Regions from separate parts of the Mus musculus genome. Here all the other regions are linked to region 6. Evidence: chromatin contacts called from public HiChIP or PLAC-seq and promoter capture Hi-C data. All regions are on one chromosome and are shown on one strand. The core of a region is the stretch at or near the end of the contact, and the rest is flanking DNA. Distances in the headings are between cores, read along the strand shown.

Region 1 (2,896 bases), core at 188-2,687, 640 kb before region 6:
ACTTCCCCTACAAAGACCCCGTGGCTGCACTCTATGAAGATGGGGACGACACCGTAGCCACCCGCAGCACTGAGCTCTGTGGCCAGTGGCAGGGCCGCCAGTCGCAGCCCGTACATTTGCTGCCCATGAACGAGACAGATCACCTCAACATGGTCTTCAGCAATAAGACACTGGAGCATATCAATGCCATCCTACTGGGTGCCTACCGCACTCCTAAGTCGCCAGCTGCCAGCCCAAGTCCCCCACCCCCTGAATAAAGACCTAGCTGTTATAAATAAGTGCAGGGTGTTTGTTATGGGTTAAGGGGAAGGCACTACTAGGTTCCTTAGATAACCTGCATCACCTGGCTGATGCATGCTTGATCTGGGCTTAGGGGAACACGGGGTTCAGTGGGCTTTGCTAAGGCCCCAGACTGGACTGACTTTGAGATATGTAAATAGATTTTCATTGTCCTAGTTGAGCTGCTCAGGAAGCTTGCTCTGTGGCTTCCTTCTTAGGGGCCCAGGACAATATTCAGATCTGGGTATATGGCTGTTAGAATGGGGACACAGAGAAATAGGATTTGAAGTCGACTTTTGAGTTCTGGTTGGATACAGAAATTTATAATAAAGCATGGTGGTGCACGCCTTCAACTCAACACTTGGGAGGCAGAGGCAGGCAGATCTCTGTAGGCCACTCTGATACACACAGTTCCAGGACAGCCAAGACCACAGAGATTCTGTCCCCAAAACACAAACAAATAAATAGAATTTAAGATATTGGGGCTGGGGATTGTTAATGTAAGAACTTGGATTCCATGACAGCCGGAGCTATACAGAGAAAACCTGTCTCGAAAAAACAAACAAATAAATGGGGCTAGAGAGATGGCTCAGCGTCTGTTGAAAGAAGCTGTTTTTCCAGAGGACCCTGGTTCAATACCCAGCACCCACATGGCTGCTCACAAGTGTCTGTAACTCCAGTTTTAGGGGAGCTGACACCTCACACAGACATGCAGGCAAAACACCAACGCACATAAAATAAGCCATAAAAAAATTAAAAAATTAGGGCCACGTGGTGGTACACATGCCTTTAATCTTCTCATCCAGGCCAACCTTGTCTACAGAGCTTATTCCAGGGCAGACAGGGCTACACTCAACTACACTGAAAAACAGTTTTTCAAGCGCCCCCCCCCCCCAAAAAAAAAGTTTAGGATCTGAAGAAAAGACAGTTCATCTAAAGAAGATTTAATGTGAGACATTAGAGAGAGAGAGAGAGCAAGCACTCAGAAGTTAAGAGCATTTTTTTGCACTTGGAGAGGACCTGAGTTTGGTTCCCAACGCCCACGTGGTGGCACGCCCACATGGTGGCTCATGATCATCTGTAACTTCAGTTCCAGGGAATCTGATGCCCTCTTCTGACCTTGGTGGGCATGTGGCATGCACATACCACATTCACTCACACACATAACTAAGCCTGCAAGGGCTTCATTTCTACTTACTTTTAAGGGGTTATGTGTGTGAGTGTTTTACCTGAATACATGTATGTGCCTGCAGTGCTCAGGGGGTGTCAGCAGAGATGGGAATGGAGGATCTAAGGCGCACCATAGGTCTGGCAAGGAGTGTAATAGCCCCTTCCTCAAGTTATCTGGGACTAGCAGCAAAGACGAAAGTGAAAGAGAAGATGCACACAGCAGCCAACAGCCTCTGAACTAGGGTGGGGGTGAAAGCGAAAGTAGGAAGCGTCCGGAAAAACCCCACAGAAGCCAGGACAGACGCCTCTGCTCCCCCTGGCTGATCCACTCATCGAGACCCCCGCATTCTCACTTGGCCTTCCTGCGAGATGCTGAAGCAGGCAGTGGAACCCACAGGAGGCTTCTCTTTCGAGAACTGCCAGAGGTGAAAGGGGAGTGGAGTTCTAGTCACGAACTGCTGGTGCCTTGTTTTATTGGTGGAGTGGGGGAACCCTATGTTGGGTGACCAAGTAGGGGCTTAAGCCAGGAGATGAGTAGAAATGGGTTTGGGGACCGGTTCAGGGACCCTCCCTTGATGCAGAACTGAAACGCGAGTCACCCCAATGTTTCCAGGAATGCGTCCTTGGAACACGTCCTTCCGGGACTTCGGGTTCCTCATGCACGCAAGACCGGGACTACCATCGCGGGGCTTGTGTTCCGAGTAAGCGGGGTGATAAGGGCTGGAGGGCTAGAAGGGCAGCCACTGCGGAGATCAGGTGGGCATTAAGGCTGGGCTCTGCCTCTGCAGGATGGAGTCATCCTGGGAGCGGACACGCGGGCCACTAACGATTCGGTTGTGGCGGACAAAAGCTGCGAGAAGATCCACTTCATCGCCCCTAAAATCTAGTCAGTATGCCCCGGACCAGTCCCCATATTCAAACATAAGCTGCACTGTCGCTCACTCCCTACTTTGTCCCTGCACGTCCCTGTCCACATCCACCATCCCTTTGTCCCTTAGCTGCTGTGGGGCTGGAGTAGCTGCGGACACTGAGATGACTACGCGGATGGCAGCTTCCAAGATGGAACTACATGCGCTGTCCACCGGCCGTGAGCCTCGGGTGGCCACGGTCACCCGTATCCTGCGCCAGACGCTTTTCCGGTGAGCAAGTGGGGCTAAGATGACCCCTAAACGGGGTATCTGCAGGTGGGTGGAGTTGACAGGAGGCGGGACGTGGAGTGGGGGGGAGCGGGGCTGCGACCTGCAGGGAGACCGGAAGAAGACAGACCAAGCTGAGTTCCGGAAGAGGCAGCGTCAATTGCAGGACGCCAGGCCAAAGGAAGGGGTGGGACTCAGACCAAAAGGCAGTGTAATGGGCGGGGCCTGTCTGCTAACATTAACCCTGCCTGCTCCTCCACAGGTACCAAGGCCACGTGGGGGCATCACTGGTCGTGGGCGGGGTTGATTTG
Region 2 (2,819 bases), core at 219-2,718, 960 kb after region 6:
CCCCTATACCCTATGAGCTTACTACCCTTCATATTTTCTTAGGCCTGTCTTTCTGGCACCCAGCTAGGGCAAGGACATCTTGTGACTTCTGGTTGGCACTCACTCCTTTTCCATGAAGGGGTACTGGGCAGGTAGGACTGAAGCCAGTGGCCAGTAGATTCAAAGACCCGCCCCACGCCTCCCAGAGGCTTCCAGAGATCTGAAACGGCCAGAAAATGGGCTCTAGGTCCGCTTGGCACCTCATTTAGGAACAAAGTATTAGGTTCTACCGGAGACCTCAGGGTTGATGCTCCTTAGTAGGTCCTGGGGTACAACGGAGAGGTCCTGGGGCAGAACCCCCCTTTTGCCCTCAAGGATATCCTCAAGGTCACTGGATGAGTCACCTGCCAAGTTTCCTAGCAGTTAAAGACACTGTCTCTCCTATCCCCAACTCGAAGTGGGAGCAGGTCGGATATTAAGTTGCTAGGTATCTGAGCAACAAGTGGCTGTCACTATGGTCTGTTTCCTCCTTCCACCGTCCCTCCTCCCACCCCTCTCCCCATCTCCATAGGCTCCATGCCAGTTCCCGCCCCACACGTGATGATGAGTGTTGGGAGGACAAAGGAGACCTTCCTATCCGGGTGGGGACAAGCAGGGAGGAGGAAGGAGTACAGCGCGGGAGGGGGGAAGGAGGGCATGAAGTCACCCCGCAGGCTCGCCACCCTGAAACAGTGGTCCGCCTGTGTCTTCACTACGTGGCCCCTGCCTCACCCACTCCCCGGGGGCACATCCCACTCCGTAGGATCTTCACCACACAGGCGGCTAGGTCTCAGCCTAGGAGGTGGGAGGGTGTGCAGGGCGGGCGAGGCCAGAAGAAGCTTAGCGAGCGCAGCAGTCCCGGGGACTCAGAGAGGGCGGAGGCGCTCGAGGTCACACAGCAGCCGAGCTGCGGCTCCAGCGGGGACCAGGACCCCAAACCCTTGACTTCTGGTCCCTTTCGAGGGCCTCGCAGACTGGAGAATCCGGGAAGAACACGGCTCGGGCCTGATTCTGACTCGAGCTCCGCTACAGAGAAGTCGTAGCAAGCTTGGGGGCGGTGGTCCAAATTCTCCTGGGCTGGAGGTGCAAGGCCCCAGGCTGGGGCGCGGGTACCGGGCTTCACGCACCCGGGGAGCACACGCACTCACCGACTCGGCCAGCAGGAGGCGGCCTTTGAGAGAGCAGAGGAAGGCGCGCGCGGGCAACAGGGCTCGGAGTCCCGGCACTGTCCTGCCACTTCGGGGGCCATGCGCGGACTCTGGATCGGGCTCTGGCTCTGCGTCCGGGGGCCACATAGCGGCGCTATCTGGTCGAGCCTGGGCCTCACTGCCTCACCCACCGCCCTGGAGGGAAGCGGAAACCCGCTGTGCGGAAGAAGAAAAAGTGGAGTTAGACTAGGCCGGGGACTCATCCTCCGCTGTCCCGCCCACCTCCCCCATCCCCACCCACAACTGCCCCTCGAACCCTGCCCCGCCCATCCTCCCTCCGACCATTCTCTACGCAGCCCCCGTGTTCCGTGGACGCTGCCTTACCCATCCGTCCTGTGGATCCTCCCATCTCCTCCTCCCCCACTCCCCCTCTGCCTACGTCCTGCCCATATCCTGCTCCATCCTTCCAACCACTCCTCATTGCCCCTCAGATGTAGTCCAGTCTGTCTCTCTCTGTCTTCTCTATTTCCACTTACTTCCTCTGCCTCTTCACTAGCCTTAGGATCCTTCCCTGCACCTTGTCCTTTCATTCTCAGTTCCCCCTCGATCCTGTCCCGCCCACCAACCCCGGCGCACCCCACAGTCCCTCCGACCCTGCTCTTCTCACTTCCCCACCCATGAATCTTTGCACTACACTGCCCCTCCGACTATCCTTGGCCCTCTATCCTCCGGTCACTTCTCATTCTTCACCCCCTCTACTGCCCCCCCCCACCTCCTTTACCTGCCCCACCTATCTTCTGCCCCATTCTCGCACCCCTTCCCATGCAGCCTTCTAGCACCTACCTCCCCACCTCCCGCACTCACTATTTCTGCTACGTCCCGGGGTGACACAGATTCTGTACCCAGATCCTCCCAGTCCCCTCGCACTCCAGCTCTCTGTTTGCTCTGTGTGGCTGGCCTGGAGTCTTCTTTTGTCGTTTGACTCCTTACCCCCCCCCCCCCCCCCCCCGTCCTGACTGACACAGACCCACTTATCTGCCCTGAGCGCCCCCTAAAGCGACCACCTGTCCTTGCTCAGCGGTTCTGCTCTTTAAGCTCGAAGTAACTTACTGCCTAGACAACTCCAGGACAGGGACACTGCCCCCATACCCCACCCCCATCTCCGCTAAGTCCTCTCCAGGCTTGGCTCTAACCAGGCGAGATCAGTTCTTTCAGAGTGCTTTCCCCTTCTTGGCTCCTCTCAGAGTTTTCCTACTACTTCCCAGGCCACCCTCCCGCTAGTTCTTGGCTTGCCCATCTTCCTCTATTTTACAGGCCACGCTCCTGTCAGGCCTCAGCCAGCCCATCCTCCTTCCTGGCCTCTTTCGTTAGCTGCCCAAGGCTTGGGTTCGTTCTGTGCTGGACTAACCAGAGATCTGGAATTATCCTTGTTCTCCCCCACGGCTAGCCCATCATGGATGCTCTCTTAATACCACTAAGTCTGCACTCCTGCCCCATTAACTATCGTGAGGCTCTTTAAGAGACTAATGCTTTCTTCCTTGTCACCCGGATGCGCTAAGATCACTAGTCATGATCCCTCCCACTGCACCCTCAGGAAAATTGATGCTTCCTCTTGCCACGGGGACTTTGTACATCTGTCCTTTCTAACAGTGT
Region 3 (2,799 bases), core at 105-2,604, 580 kb before region 6:
GTGGCTGTCTCAGCTGAACCCACTGGAGAGTACAAGTGCCCGCTTTAGCAGTCTGGGTTCCACCAGCAGGCATAAAAGGTGTGAGAAAAGAATCACTTCTCAGTATGTACACCATTATCTCTGGTCAACCACCTCAATGTTCAAACGTCTCTGAATCGCACGGAAACATCTCATTTTTATACATACTATTTCCTTTTTGTAATATGTGTCTTCCACATAAGTGCCTCGAGGACTTTTCCTGGTATTCAATCTCCTGTCTATAGTATCCAAACTAGCCCTAACAGTCTCCTCTCAAACCAGCCCTCTATCTCCCTCACCGTTATTTCCCCATTCCCATCAAAGTACCCTGACCATCCTTTTACAATAACATTATATTACAATGCTGGTGGCCTTCTGTCCTGGGAACTCTCATCTGGGAAGAGTAGCCCCAAGGAGGATACTGGGAGCCTAAGTAAAACTCGAATGAATTGGGAACATATGGGCTTGCTGACGTTTGGAACCTAATCTAACCTCATCAGAGCCTGTCTGTGATCTGCCTTCAATCCAGGAGAAACATGCTTTTGGGGTTGTCCACCTTTTGCCAGAAAATCGTTTTCAGAGCAACACCTGGCCTGGGAGTATACACTTTTGGGGGGAAGCCAAGTTGCAGGGTGGGCACAGAGGCTCTTCAGCAGATCACTTAATTCTAGGCCTAGAACTCGCTAAACCGACACTGCACCAGGCCTCTGAACCCTGGCGAGGAGGGATACGGGGCCAGTTCTCAAAGCACTGAAATTTGGAGGCAAGGAAACCAGATGGATTGAGTGGATTCCGAGGAGAGCGCCATACCTTCAGCCAAAACACTTAAGAACAAGGCAGAATGGTCTGGCATAGGATGGGGAGGGGTAACACCCAGGGGTCTGCGCCATTCTCTGGATATACCCAGGGATCATCCATGACTCCAATTCCTGTCCTCCGCAATCAAACCGGAGGATCCCGAGTCTGGCTAATGGAGCCTATGGCACCCGAAAACGGTTCAGATCCACGCCATACGTCCACCACTTCGCTAAGAGCCTACACACCCCATCCCGGCTCACCTCCGGCGGGCCGGTCCAGTTTGAGTATGTCCCGCAGATGCTGCGTGGCGTCCTCAATGTCGATGCTCGCGCAGGAGGCCATGGGCCCAGCCACGAGAGTCCTGCTCGCCCGACGTTAGTTCCTCTACCTCCGCAGTGTCCAATTTCGCCCAGCCACGACCCCGCTAGAGAGGAGACAGAGCACTACACAAAACCTAGCCGCAGTTCGCAAACCGCCGCCCGGACTGCGTCCGTGAGCCCTGCCAACCCCACCAACCGCCTCCACTTCCGGTCCCACTGACCTTCGCTCCCGGAACCTACAACTACCGCAGAAGAAAGGTTCCGAGCTCAAGGAGCCCCAGTTCCTATCAGAGGCAGCCTCCGTAGGCTGCTTGCTCCTGGCTAGCCCAGTAGTGGCTAAACTTCACAAGACTGAGAAAGAGTAAATGTACTCAGCATTGGACTGCCTAAAACCCTACCATCTCTGGAGATCTAACCCAGGTCCTAGGCCATTCTGATGAACTGGATAATGGTACAACAAAGCCAACTTTACCACTCAGGTAGTAACTTTTCAGACCTTAAATAAGGTGAACTGGTAAGGGTCTGTTCCCCCGCTTAGGAGTAAGCAAGACCAAGACATCTTCGAGGTCATTAGCCCCAGGAGATGCAAGGGCAAGGGAGATAGTTTCTACCCCCAAAACTGTCATTGTTACCAACTGTCCCCAGTAACCCCTTGTCCCACACGGTAACTTCACGTTAGGAATAAAGAGACCATAGTTTACAAACACCTCTTTATTGCAGACATTTCAGGCACAGGTACATGGAAGAAGCTGTATTGCAGATTTTATACAGGGTGGATTAAGAGGCAGCTGGCATCTACCTCTCTCCCACCCCTACTTCCCCCAATACACAGCAGCTAGAGATCAATCCCACTGGAACCTTCTGTGTAGCGTCCAGGACTATGCTGGTCTAACCAGGCAACCTGTGGAGTATGTGGAAATCTTTACTCTCCCCTCACAATGCAGGAGAGCAGGGAGAAGGGCATGTTCAGGTGTGCCTAGCCAATCCTAAACCCCAAATCCTGGGCTTGGTTCTAGCTTGCAGTTGCTATTTTAGTAGCTTTATACTATCCAGAGGTCTCAAGGATGAAAAGCTATATCGGTACTGAGCAAGACCTGTGCCCAGACTAAGAAACAGGGCAGAAACTGCCATACTAGTTAAGATTTCCTGGGATTTGAAGAGTGTATGGGGTATGTGGAAAGTAGGAAGATGGTGTGTAAATGCCCTGCACAGGTCTTGAGGGGAGAGTTAGAGCACTCCTTCACACTGCTTCCTTCCAGTGTGGAATTTATACTCCACCTAATGGCGCCTGGCTCTGATATCCCAAGCAGGCAGCACAGCATCTCTCGCTTTGCTTGGGGAATGTGGGCATCTGCATGTCACTTATTTTGGGTATAGAGCAGGCCCCTACATTTAGGACTTCAACCCAGAGGGTATAAATATGGGAAGCCATATTTGCTAAGGCCTTTCTAGCTGCTACAGAATATCTACCCTGCTACTAGACCCAAATCTACAGAGCAGAGGCCACAGGTGGTATCAGACAGAGCTGACTGAAGAGCCTTCAGTCCAAGAGAAGCTTCAGGCCAGGCCTGCGTTCCAAAACCCTGGGGCTGGAGAGAACTCTGCCCCGGCCCGCAGACATGCGAGCTTAGCCACTTGAGTGAATCTGCTCCTTGCAGTAGGT
Region 4 (2,853 bases), core at 292-2,791, 890 kb after region 6:
GTGCCCACCAGTAGCTCTGACCTAGGCACAGAGGAAAGTGAGGTAAACATTTATCTGCAGGTGGCCGCAGGCCTTGGTCACCCAACACAGTCTCCATTTAGCTGCTCTGCCAGATAGTTCCCACTGCCTTCGGAACCCTCATGGGATTTGGCCAGACTGGGACAGCTGCAGGAAAGGAAAACTAGCCCACAGCTGCAGCCTGGACACCTGGACTGCCTCAGTCACGGACCCAGACTTGAGTGTGAGTCTTGGCCCCAGAAGTTGACAGTTGAGTGGTTTGGGGAAGTCCCTTGGCTTCTGGTGAGTGTCATCCTCCAAAGAAGAGAAAATCTCACCTGCCACTCAGGGAGACCCTAAGTATCCTAGCAATGCACAGTGTCCTGAAATGTGTGTCAAGGACACAGGTCAGAACTTTTGAAAGGGCTTAGAGATGGTGACAAAGAGCCAGGGAGGAAGTCACTGGCCAGGATCACACAGGAGCAGAGCTGGGGACATGAATCTCAATGTCTCTTTGATATGGCCTTCTCCCTAGGTTGCATGCTTTCTATCCCAGGCTGAACAATGTCAAATACCAGGCCTTAAAACTGAAGAAATAAATTGCTAGTTCAGACTGAGCAAAGATAGCTATTTTAGGGAAGATAGGCTCTCAGCGAATCACAAGATCCATCACCTGGGCAACTGCCTGCTTTCATGGGCAAGGCAGCTCTCTGCCATCTGCATGCGTGGGCATCTGGATATGTGGATATATATGTAGTCCTGTGCCTCCTTCCTGCCTCTCTGGGGAGCTATGGTCACCTTCCAAGGACTCATGGACCCGGGCTGCAGATACTTAAGATGCTAGTAATAGAAAGGTGAACATGGAGCCCACTCAGTCCAGACTGAGACCAAGGTCTCTGAGGCTACAAGTAAACTCCATAACTCCCACACTCGAAAGCTAGAATCTTTACAGGTCCCTTCTCCCCCCTCACCCCCCACAACAATTTGGTCCTAAGGCCTTTCGTCGGGTGGTGCATGGGAGATGGCTACCTGTGGGTATGATGGGAAACTGTGGAGCCCTGGAGCAGGTGTTTGAGACTTCAGTAGGTGAAAAGCCATTTCCTGTGTTTGGGAGTGGAAGGCCTGGCATAGAGTGTTAGCCACTGCCATAGGAAAAAGAAGCACCCTCCTGCAAGACTTCAGAGCTGAAACAAGCTGAGAAGGACAAAGCCACGGAGTTGACCTGATTCAGGATGCGATGATGAATACTGCCAATTTGATGGGATCTAGAATCGCTAAGGAGACAAGCCTCTGATGTGCCTGTAAGGGATTATCTTTATTAGGTTAATTGAGATGGGAACGGCCCATCCTGAATGTGTGCAGTACTGTTCCCTGGGCTGGAGAACTGGTTTGCATAAAAAAGAAAGCTACAGGATCTACTGGCATATGCTTTTAACCCTCAGGAGGCAGAGGCAAGGAAATCACAGGAATTTGAGGTCTGCCTGCTCTGCAGTATGACTAACCAGGCTAACCAGGACTGCATAGTGAGAGATCTAGTCATAAAGGAAAAAAGGGAGGTGGGGATGGGAGTGTGGGTGGCGAGATGGCTCAGCAGGGTACTGGCTGCATGGCTGCATCTCCAAAGGACCAAGTTCGGTTGGCAGAACCCATGTGGCAGCTCACAACCATCTGTAACTCTAGTTCCAGGGCGATCCAACACCCTCTTCTGGCTTCTGTGGGCACAATGCATGCATGTGCTATGCTTACATACATGAGGCCAAAACACCCGCACACACAATAAAATAGTAGAAGAATTTTTTTTTTTATTAAAAAAAAAGGGCTGGTGAGATGGCTCAGTGGGTTAGAGCACCCGACTGCTCTTCCGAAGGTCCAGAGTTCAAATCCCAGCAACCACATGGTGGCTTACAACCATCCGTAACGAGATCTGACTCCCTCTTCTGGAGTGTCTGAAGACAGCTACAATGTACTTACATATAATAGATAGATAGATAGATAGATAGATAGATAGATAGATAGATAGATAGATAGATTAATTAATTAATTTTTTAAAAAAGGAAGGCTGGGGCAGTGGTGGCACACACCTTTAATCCCAGCAGTTGGGAGGCAGAGGCAGGCAGATTTCTGAGTTCAAGGCCAGCCTGAACTGGAGTTCCAGGACACCCAGGGCTACACGGAGAAACCCTGTCTTGAAAAACCAAAACAAAAAAGAAGAAGAAGGAGGAGGAGGAGGAGGAGAAGGAAAGAGAAGGAGAAGAAAGCTGATCGCTTGCAGCCATTTTTCTCTGCTACCTTGATCAGTGGCCTCCAGTTCATTGCTAGGGATAACTTGCCGTGATGGACTATCAACCCTTACACTGTAAGTTGAAATAAACTTAGGTTGCTTTTGTCAGGGTGTGCACATGTATGTAGTACAGCCAGATATGGGTGTGTGATCCAGAGAGGGGAGAGCCAGCCATGTGACGGACATCCATATAATGATGAGGGTGTGGCAGTGAGGATGGGAAAGTGTGCTCTATAGAGACAGTGGGCCAGCAAACTCACGCAGGATGATCAGGCATCTCTCTCAGGGCCAGAGGAGGGAGAGGGTGGGATGGGTAATCAAAAGAGGGCAAACTGCAGTGAACCCTGTGGTGGTGGACTGGAATGAAGCCAGCCAGTGTGAACTCAGGCAGGAAGGCAATTAGGCATAAACGTGTGGAGCTACCTTAGCATCCTACACTGAAAGGGCCATGAAGGAGCAGCAAAGGCCATATGTACCAAGCAAGGCAGCTGCCTTACTATACACAAGGTCTTGGGTTCAGTTCCCAACACAGGAGGAAAGGGCCAGAGGAAGGAGGAAGAAGGGGTATGGAGGAT
Region 5 (2,988 bases), core at 125-2,624, 730 kb after region 6:
GAAGACCAATGCCCTCTTCTGTAACTCTGCAGTACATGTGCATGACTGCCCCCCCCGACACATACATGCACATGGGTTTTTTTAATATTTATTTATTTATTATATGTAAGTACACTGTAACTGTCTTCAGACACTCCAGAAGATGGCATCAGATCTCACTACGGATGGCTGTTAGCCACCATGTGGTTGCTGGGATTTGAACTCAGGACCTTTGGAAGAGCAGTCGGTGTTCTTAACCGCTGAGCCATCTCACCAGCCCCCACATGTTTTTTTAAAATGTAAAAACTTTTACCTACTTTTATGTATATGAGTGTTTGCCCACATGTATGTATTTGTACCACATGTGTGCCTGGTGCCCTCAGAGGTCAGAAGAGAGCATCAGATTCCCCCCAGAACTAGAGTTACAAATGGTTGTAAGCAACCACAAAGGTGCTGAGGATTGTCTCCAAGTCCCCTCCAAGAGCAGTAAGTGCTCTTATCTGCCAAGACATCTCTCCAGTCCTATTAAAAAAAGAAAAGAAAAGAAAAAAACTAATACTCTAAAACTAAAAAAAACTAATTGGCAGTGACATAGTTGGATGGATTTTGCACTCCGAGTTGCAAATGACTCGTATCCTTTCTTGAAAATGAGTTTGGAGACGAGTGAAAGAACGGCCTTGGGAATTTGGCGTGGGTAGAGGAAGCAGGAGAGGCCCTTCTGAGTAGTTGAAGTATGGGTTCTGGCGGCACTTTCACTTGCAATATCTATAAGCAGAGGCTGCCAGAAGGGGGCGCCTCAAGCTCGCTCATCGAAAGGAAAACCTTCAGTGGCTCCTAGGTCATCAAGCAACGACCCCAATCCGTTTGTGCTATTTAACGAAACAGTAACTCTCCAGGAAATTGCGAGTGCCAGAGTTCCCTCTCTGCTTCTCCTAGGGAAGCCCTGGCTAGAGCAAGCCCGTAGGCAGCTCCAGGCATTGCGAGGGACCAGCTGGCAGCCTGGGATGTGCATGAGGATGGGGACGTGCAGGGTATCAACGTCCCAGCCTCCTCTGGCTGGAGTAACCCGGCCTTGGCCTGAGCAGTTGCACCCTGCATCTTGATGTAGGTAGAGCGTGGGGCTGGAATTGGCCAAGACAGAACGTGAAATAGAAAAGGCTGATTGTGACCAAGAAGAAAGGACGCGTTGATAATGGTCTGTGCTTTCCCCCTCCCTCCCTCATTGTGCTAGCCTGTTTATCTGTTAAGAAACGTTTAATGGGGCAGGAAGTTAACAATGCTTAGTTCTGGAGAATGAAACTGTAGGAACTTACACACTCTTTACGGTTTCATTTCGTTGACTACCTTGCCGTGGGGAGATACGGTGGAACACTGACTACTTCCCTAAGCTTGCACCGAGGAAATGGCTCAGGAGGGGGCTGAGAGCGCCCCCTGGCCCTGGGGATGGGGACTCTGTCTCTGTCTGATTCTGTCTCTGAGTTCCTCTTTGTGTGTGTGTGTCCGTCTGTCTATCTTTGTCTGTCTCTCTGTCTTTCTGTCTATCTCTGTCTGTCTCTCTGTCTCTCATACATATCCTTCCCTTCCCCTTCCTCCCTCCATTCATCCATCCCTCCTTCCTTCCCTCCCTCCCCTTCTTCTTCTTCTTCTTCTTCTTCTTCTTCTTCTTCTTCTTCTTCTTCTTCTTCTTCTTCTTCTTCTTCTCCTTCTCCTCCTCCTCCTCCTCCTCCTCGTCCTCGTCCTCGTCCTCCTCCTCCTCCTCCTCGTCCTCCTCCTTCTCCTCCTCCTCCTTCTCCTCCTACCCCTTCTTCTTCTTGTTTGGTTTTTTGAGACAGGGTTTCTCTATATAGCCCTGGCTGTCCTGGAACTCATTCTGTAGACCAGGCTGGCCTCGAACTCAGAAATCCACCTGCCTCTGCCTCCCAAGTGCTGGGATTAAAGGCATGGGCCACCATGCCCTCCTCCTCCTCCTCCTCCTCCTTCTTCTTCTTCTTCTTCTTCTCTCTCTCTCTCTCTCTCTCTCTCTCTCTCCCCCCCATCTCTCTCCCCCCGTCTCTCTCTCTCTCTCTCTCTCTCTCTCTCTAGAGGTCAGAAGATTTGCAGTTTTCTCCTTTCACCACCTAAGTGGAACTCAATTCCTCAGGCTTATAGGTAAAAGCCTTTACTATCTGAGCCCTCTAGTGGCTGGGTGCAGCTGTTGTCCTCTGGGAAATCAGGGAAGACTCTTTCCTGTAAGACTTTGGAAGAGATCTAAATTTAGAAAGGAAGAACATTTCCTACAGAGCAAACAGCAGGGGCAGAGGTCCTGACCTGGGACACCTTGGATTCTATGGTCATTCCTGCCTGCTCTGTCTCCAAGCGGGGGGGCCAGGACTGGATAAGATTTAAGAGCACAACTCCTCTGTGCTTCCTCTGAGTTCTGCTCTTGTTGGACTTGATACCACAAAATGCTCTAAGATAAAGAGCCATGGCCCACTCCTTGGAAGGAGCGGCAGTTGGATGGATTTCTGCTTACTATTCCCAGTTACACAATGGCCTGGTTCAGGCTCTGGGGAATCCTGCAGCAAACGAATTCCATCCCACCTCACAGAAGTCTGAATGTTTCATAGAGGAATACCTTCTTAGTGGTGAAGCCTCTGACATCTATGAGCTCATGCACTTTATGTTTGGTAAGGTGCCTGTTGTGATTTTAGTTACTGTTATTAATGTGTCTCACTGTCCAGGCTGACCTTGGCCTGGCTATGTAGTCCAGGCTGGCCCCCAGCTCATGATCCTCCTGCCTCCATCCCCTAAGTATATAGGTTATAGGCCAGTGTCATTGGGTCTGGAGTGATGATTGCTTATGATAGCCAGTTTGATTGGATTAACAAAAGCCTAGGAGATGGGTGGAATGCACCTATGAGTGTGCTCATAATGTTTTTTTCCAGCAACAATTAGAGTGTGGTGACCAAATGAATGAATCAAGCCCTTAATGGCTTTGTTCTGGGGACAGCATACAATGAGGAACTGCCT
Region 6 (2,946 bases), core at 92-2,591:
AGGCCAAGGTGTGGGGGTTAAGGAGAACAGCTGAGGCTTTTTTTTGTGCCAGATGGCAGACCACAGAAGAGACCCAATGTTTCAGCCTATGCCTTCCACACAGCCCTCAGAGGAAATTTCTGGAACCTGGGGTCCAGGTGGGTAAGGATCATGGGCTAAGGCTGGAAGAGACTGGAGCCTCCCGTCTGAATCTGACCAGGGGTTGCTGGAGCATTCTTTTAAGAGGTACAGGACCCAGAGCGCCACAGAGCAAAACCAGCTGAGCGCCCCTTGCCCACTCCCCGAGGCAGGGACTGGCAGAGGATATCAGCTGTTCTGGACGTCCTCAGTGACATTCCGGATGCTCTGCTGCACCCACACCTTGTGCTGGTCCAGTTCTTGCTCTCGTTGCTGCAGCTCCTCGATCTCTGCCTTGAGCTCAATCAGCTTGTCAGCGATCTCCCGGGTATTGCAACCTGGCCCGACGCCCCTGAACCATGGGATTGAGAGACTGAGCGTGGGATCCCTAAGATCTCTGGGTGCCAGACCCCAACTCTCTCCTATAAACATCACCATCCCCTCCCAACCCCAACACCCCTGACACTTCTGCCCTCCCCAAACAGCCCACACTCACTTCCACTGGATGCTGTTCTTGGATTTCTTCTCGATCAGACCGATGCCTTCCAGCACGTTGGTGATGTCGTAGATCCGCCGTTTCTGGCGCACAGCAAGAGTGTCGGCTGCCTGGCAGGTAGAACAGAATGGAGAATGGAGCCCCACTCTTAAAAAGTGTGCACCCTGAGATGTTTAGTCTGGAATGGGAGGTAGTCTTATGTCCCAACCCTGGCGTTCCTTCCAATCACTCCGCGAGTGTGTCGGGAAGAGTCTTGGCTTAGCTGTGTTCTGATGCTCGGCTCCCTGTCCTAGTCGCCAAGGGCCACGAGGGCCTGCACCTGCAGCCGGGACCCAGACAGAGCTGAGGCTTAATGGCTTCGGTGAATGGAAACAACCTCCCGCCTCTCTCATCAGGGTGAGAAAGCACACGGATGGCGGCCGGAGGACTCAGTGGGGCCGCCCCGCTGGCTTCCCGCTCCCGGTCCAGGCCTGGTGCCCCCATCTCCCCAGTCGCCCCCTCGGCCCGGAGCGCACCAGCTTGAGGTCAAGCACGCCGTCCTTGGCTTCCTGCAAGAGCGACACGAACTTGGTGGTGAGAAGTCCCAGACTCTTCTCGTGCCGGCTTGGAGTCCCCGGGGGCGGCGGCGCCTGTGGCCCGGCCTCCGCCATCGCGCCCGCCCGCCGCCTCCCCTCAGCCAGGCCAGGCGAGGCCGGCGGCGGCGCCACTTCCGCTTCCGTTCCTAGTCGCCGGGCCACCGGAGCTATCAAGGCTGCTTCCGCTTCCGTCTCGCGCCTTCCCAGGGTATCTGGTGCAACTCCCGTCTGCTGATCCGGACGCAAAACTCCGGGGGACCGTCGGCAAATGTATCATTAGCAAAGGAAACCAAAACAACTCCTTAGGGCAGCTAGGAAACCTGAAAAAATTGTATGGTAGGAAATGGAAGAAGTTAGTGAGCAGTACCGGCAGTTGAGAAGCGAGAACCACCCGACTCTTCCTTGCTAAGCTGCTTCTAGACTACTAACTGCCTGAACATTCCATCCAGGGAAGGGAAGCCATAAGCCACAAGCTTAGCCTATTTGCTTAAAACTTATTCTAAAGGCTTCCCTGATGTTCAGAGATAATTCCTGCTGTTCCTGTTACTTCCTGCCAAAACAGCAAGCACTAACAATAAATAGCTTGCATACTTCTATCTCTTATTTCGTTCCAGCATCATTTTTCGCTGGCCTCCATGCTACATACAGTTCACAGTGGCCAGGAGTCTTATTTCCAACCACTACTTAGTCCATGCAAAGGTGTTTGCCTGCGTGTGAATATAAGCAAAGCCTTTAAGGCATTTTCTGACACATGGGAAGAACTGTGTGTTTGCAAGTCTCATTTATTTTTGCAGTTTTTAAAGGTTTATATTATTATTATCATCATCATCATTATTATTATTGTGTGTGTATGTGTTTATGTTTGTCCACATGTGTGCAGGTGCTCAAGGAGGTTTAGAAGAGGGTGTCAGATCTCTGGGAGCTAGAGTTAACAGGCAGTTATTATTAGCTGCCGTGTAGGTGCTGGGAACTGAAGCCCTGTCCTCTGCAAGAGGAGCAAGTGCTCTGAGCCTCTGAGCCATCTTACCAGCTTGCAAGTCTTATTTATTTTTAACAGTGTTATCACTTATGGTTATGTCTTTATGACGGTCAGTCCCTCTAGGACACAAATTGCCTTCCCCAAATTGATTGATGATTCACACTTGTGAGAAAGCAGACTTCGGAAGCTCTAGTTATAATGGAGCCTGAAGTTGGGGTAGTCTTCCTGAGGTCTTAGCTGTCAACCCTTCTGACAGTAGGAAGTGAGGGTCTATTATGATGGGTGGATTTGGGTGGTGCTCCATTATATCTAGTGTCCTCCCTAGCTCCCCATCACTTACAGGAACAATGTAGCTTTTTGGATCCCTAACTGCCATCTCTCACTATTCTTTTGCCTCACCACATGTGATCTTTCCCCTACCAAGGCATATACCATCTGTGGTTCTCAGACTCGACTGCGGTTTGCTGAGGCTCTACCACATAGGGGGTCATCCTTCAAACCAGCTTGAGGCCAAATCAGCTTTAAATATGCATATGTGTTTCCGGAGTATTTAGAAGTCTAAGGTGGGCTGATCAAGACTTGGTGCTCACCGGGGGAGTCCACAGCTGCCCCCACCCAACAGGAAATGGCGCCCAGCGCTCCCCACCTCAATGCAGATGCTTTTCCTGTTGGGAATAAAGTGCCAGAGACTCAACTTCCTTCCTTTCTGCTTTGAAGGAGGGGCCTTGGGGGAGAAGTAGGGGTTTCTGGGCCGTGAAGTGGGAGAGAGGCTTCCTTGG

Evidence for each region. Promoter capture Hi-C pulls out the DNA fragments that hold promoters and counts their contacts. HiChIP or PLAC-seq counts read pairs in DNA pulled down with a chosen protein or histone mark.
Region 1: a FOXA1 HiChIP or PLAC-seq map of pancreatic cancer cells shows a contact between it and region 6. The contact joins the promoter of Psmb10 here to the promoter of E2f4 in region 6. A contact is called at or near these places in 2 of 39 promoter capture datasets (liver and neural stem cells), 1 of 115 datasets of contacts at active chromatin or transcription factors (pancreatic cancer cells) and 1 of 9 other capture datasets (liver).
Region 2: a promoter capture Hi-C map of pre-B cells shows a contact between it and region 6, with 4 times the contacts expected there. The contact joins the promoter of Cmtm3 here to the promoter of E2f4 in region 6. A contact is called at or near these places in 13 of 39 promoter capture datasets (the 3T3-L1 cell line, 3T3-L1-derived adipocytes, the HPC-7 cell line and 8 more) and 6 of 115 datasets of contacts at active chromatin or transcription factors (astrocytes, bone marrow-derived macrophages, craniofacial prominence and 2 more).
Region 3: a promoter capture Hi-C map of liver shows a contact between it and region 6, with 2.1 times the contacts expected there. The contact joins the promoter of Edc4 here to the promoter of E2f4 in region 6. A contact is called at or near these places in 2 of 39 promoter capture datasets (both in liver) and 2 of 115 datasets of contacts at active chromatin or transcription factors (effector CD8 T cells and pancreatic cancer cells).
Region 4: a promoter capture Hi-C map of embryonic stem cells shows a contact between it and region 6, with 5 times the contacts expected there. The contact joins the enhancer-like site here to the promoter of E2f4 in region 6. A contact is called at or near these places in 4 of 39 promoter capture datasets (the 3T3-L1 cell line, cranial neural crest, embryonic stem cells and 1 more) and 2 of 115 datasets of contacts at active chromatin or transcription factors (astrocytes and embryonic stem cells).
Region 5: an H3K4me3 HiChIP or PLAC-seq map of craniofacial prominence shows a contact between it and region 6, with 5 times the contacts expected there. The contact joins the enhancer-like site here to the promoter of E2f4 in region 6. A contact is called at or near these places in 3 of 39 promoter capture datasets (the C10 cell line, cranial neural crest and liver), 6 of 115 datasets of contacts at active chromatin or transcription factors (astrocytes, bone marrow-derived macrophages, craniofacial prominence and 3 more) and 1 of 9 other capture datasets (adipose tissue).

The regions. Positions count from the first base shown.
Region 1 is chr8:105,936,933-105,939,828 of GRCm38.p6, reverse strand. Psmb10 (proteasome (prosome, macropain) subunit, beta type 10) reads left to right here and starts at 1,437. Exons shown (of 8, transcript NM_013640.3): 1 at 1,437-1,874; 2 at 2,063-2,150; 3 at 2,238-2,335; 4 at 2,448-2,588; 5 at 2,848-2,896. The coding sequence starts at 1,819. It overlaps Lcat (lecithin cholesterol acyltransferase), which reads left to right. Exons shown (of 6, transcript NM_008490.2): 6 at 1-278. The coding sequence ends at 257.
Region 2 is chr8:104,339,243-104,342,061 of GRCm38.p6, reverse strand. Cmtm3 (CKLF-like MARVEL transmembrane domain containing 3) reads right to left here and starts at 1,468. Exons shown (of 5, transcript NM_024217.3): 1 at 1,167-1,468. The coding sequence starts at 1,313.
Region 3 is chr8:105,879,436-105,882,234 of GRCm38.p6, reverse strand. Edc4 (enhancer of mRNA decapping 4) reads right to left here and starts at 1,354. Exons shown (of 29, transcript NM_001301100.1): 1 at 1,077-1,354. The coding sequence starts at 1,158. Nutf2 (nuclear transport factor 2) reads right to left here. Exons shown (of 5, transcript NM_026532.4): 5 at 1,833-2,799.
Region 4 is chr8:104,409,524-104,412,376 of GRCm38.p6, reverse strand. No RefSeq gene overlaps it. Among named protein-coding and RNA genes, the nearest start is that of Cmtm4, 15 kb to the right of the region's middle. Within about 2 kb of position 1,541, at least 62 of the 459 cell types and tissues checked have an H3K27ac peak or open chromatin away from gene starts, as enhancers often do. A contact at or near this core is called in embryonic stem cells and hippocampal neurons, where this site is marked.
Region 5 is chr8:104,569,012-104,571,999 of GRCm38.p6, reverse strand. No RefSeq gene overlaps it. Among named protein-coding and RNA genes, the nearest start is that of Pdp2, 21 kb to the left of the region's middle. Within about 2 kb of position 1,374, at least 208 of the 459 cell types and tissues checked have an H3K27ac peak or open chromatin away from gene starts, as enhancers often do. A contact at or near this core is called in adipose tissue, bone marrow-derived macrophages, craniofacial prominence and 1 more, where this site is marked.
Region 6 is chr8:105,296,058-105,299,003 of GRCm38.p6, reverse strand. It overlaps E2f4 (E2F transcription factor 4), which reads right to left and starts at 1,341. Exons shown (of 10, transcript NM_148952.1): 1 at 1,129-1,341; 2 at 614-723; 3 at 308-469; 4 at 1-8. The coding sequence starts at 1,263. It overlaps Exoc3l (exocyst complex component 3-like), which reads left to right and starts at 2,891. Exons shown (of 14, transcript NM_177788.5): 1 at 2,891-2,946.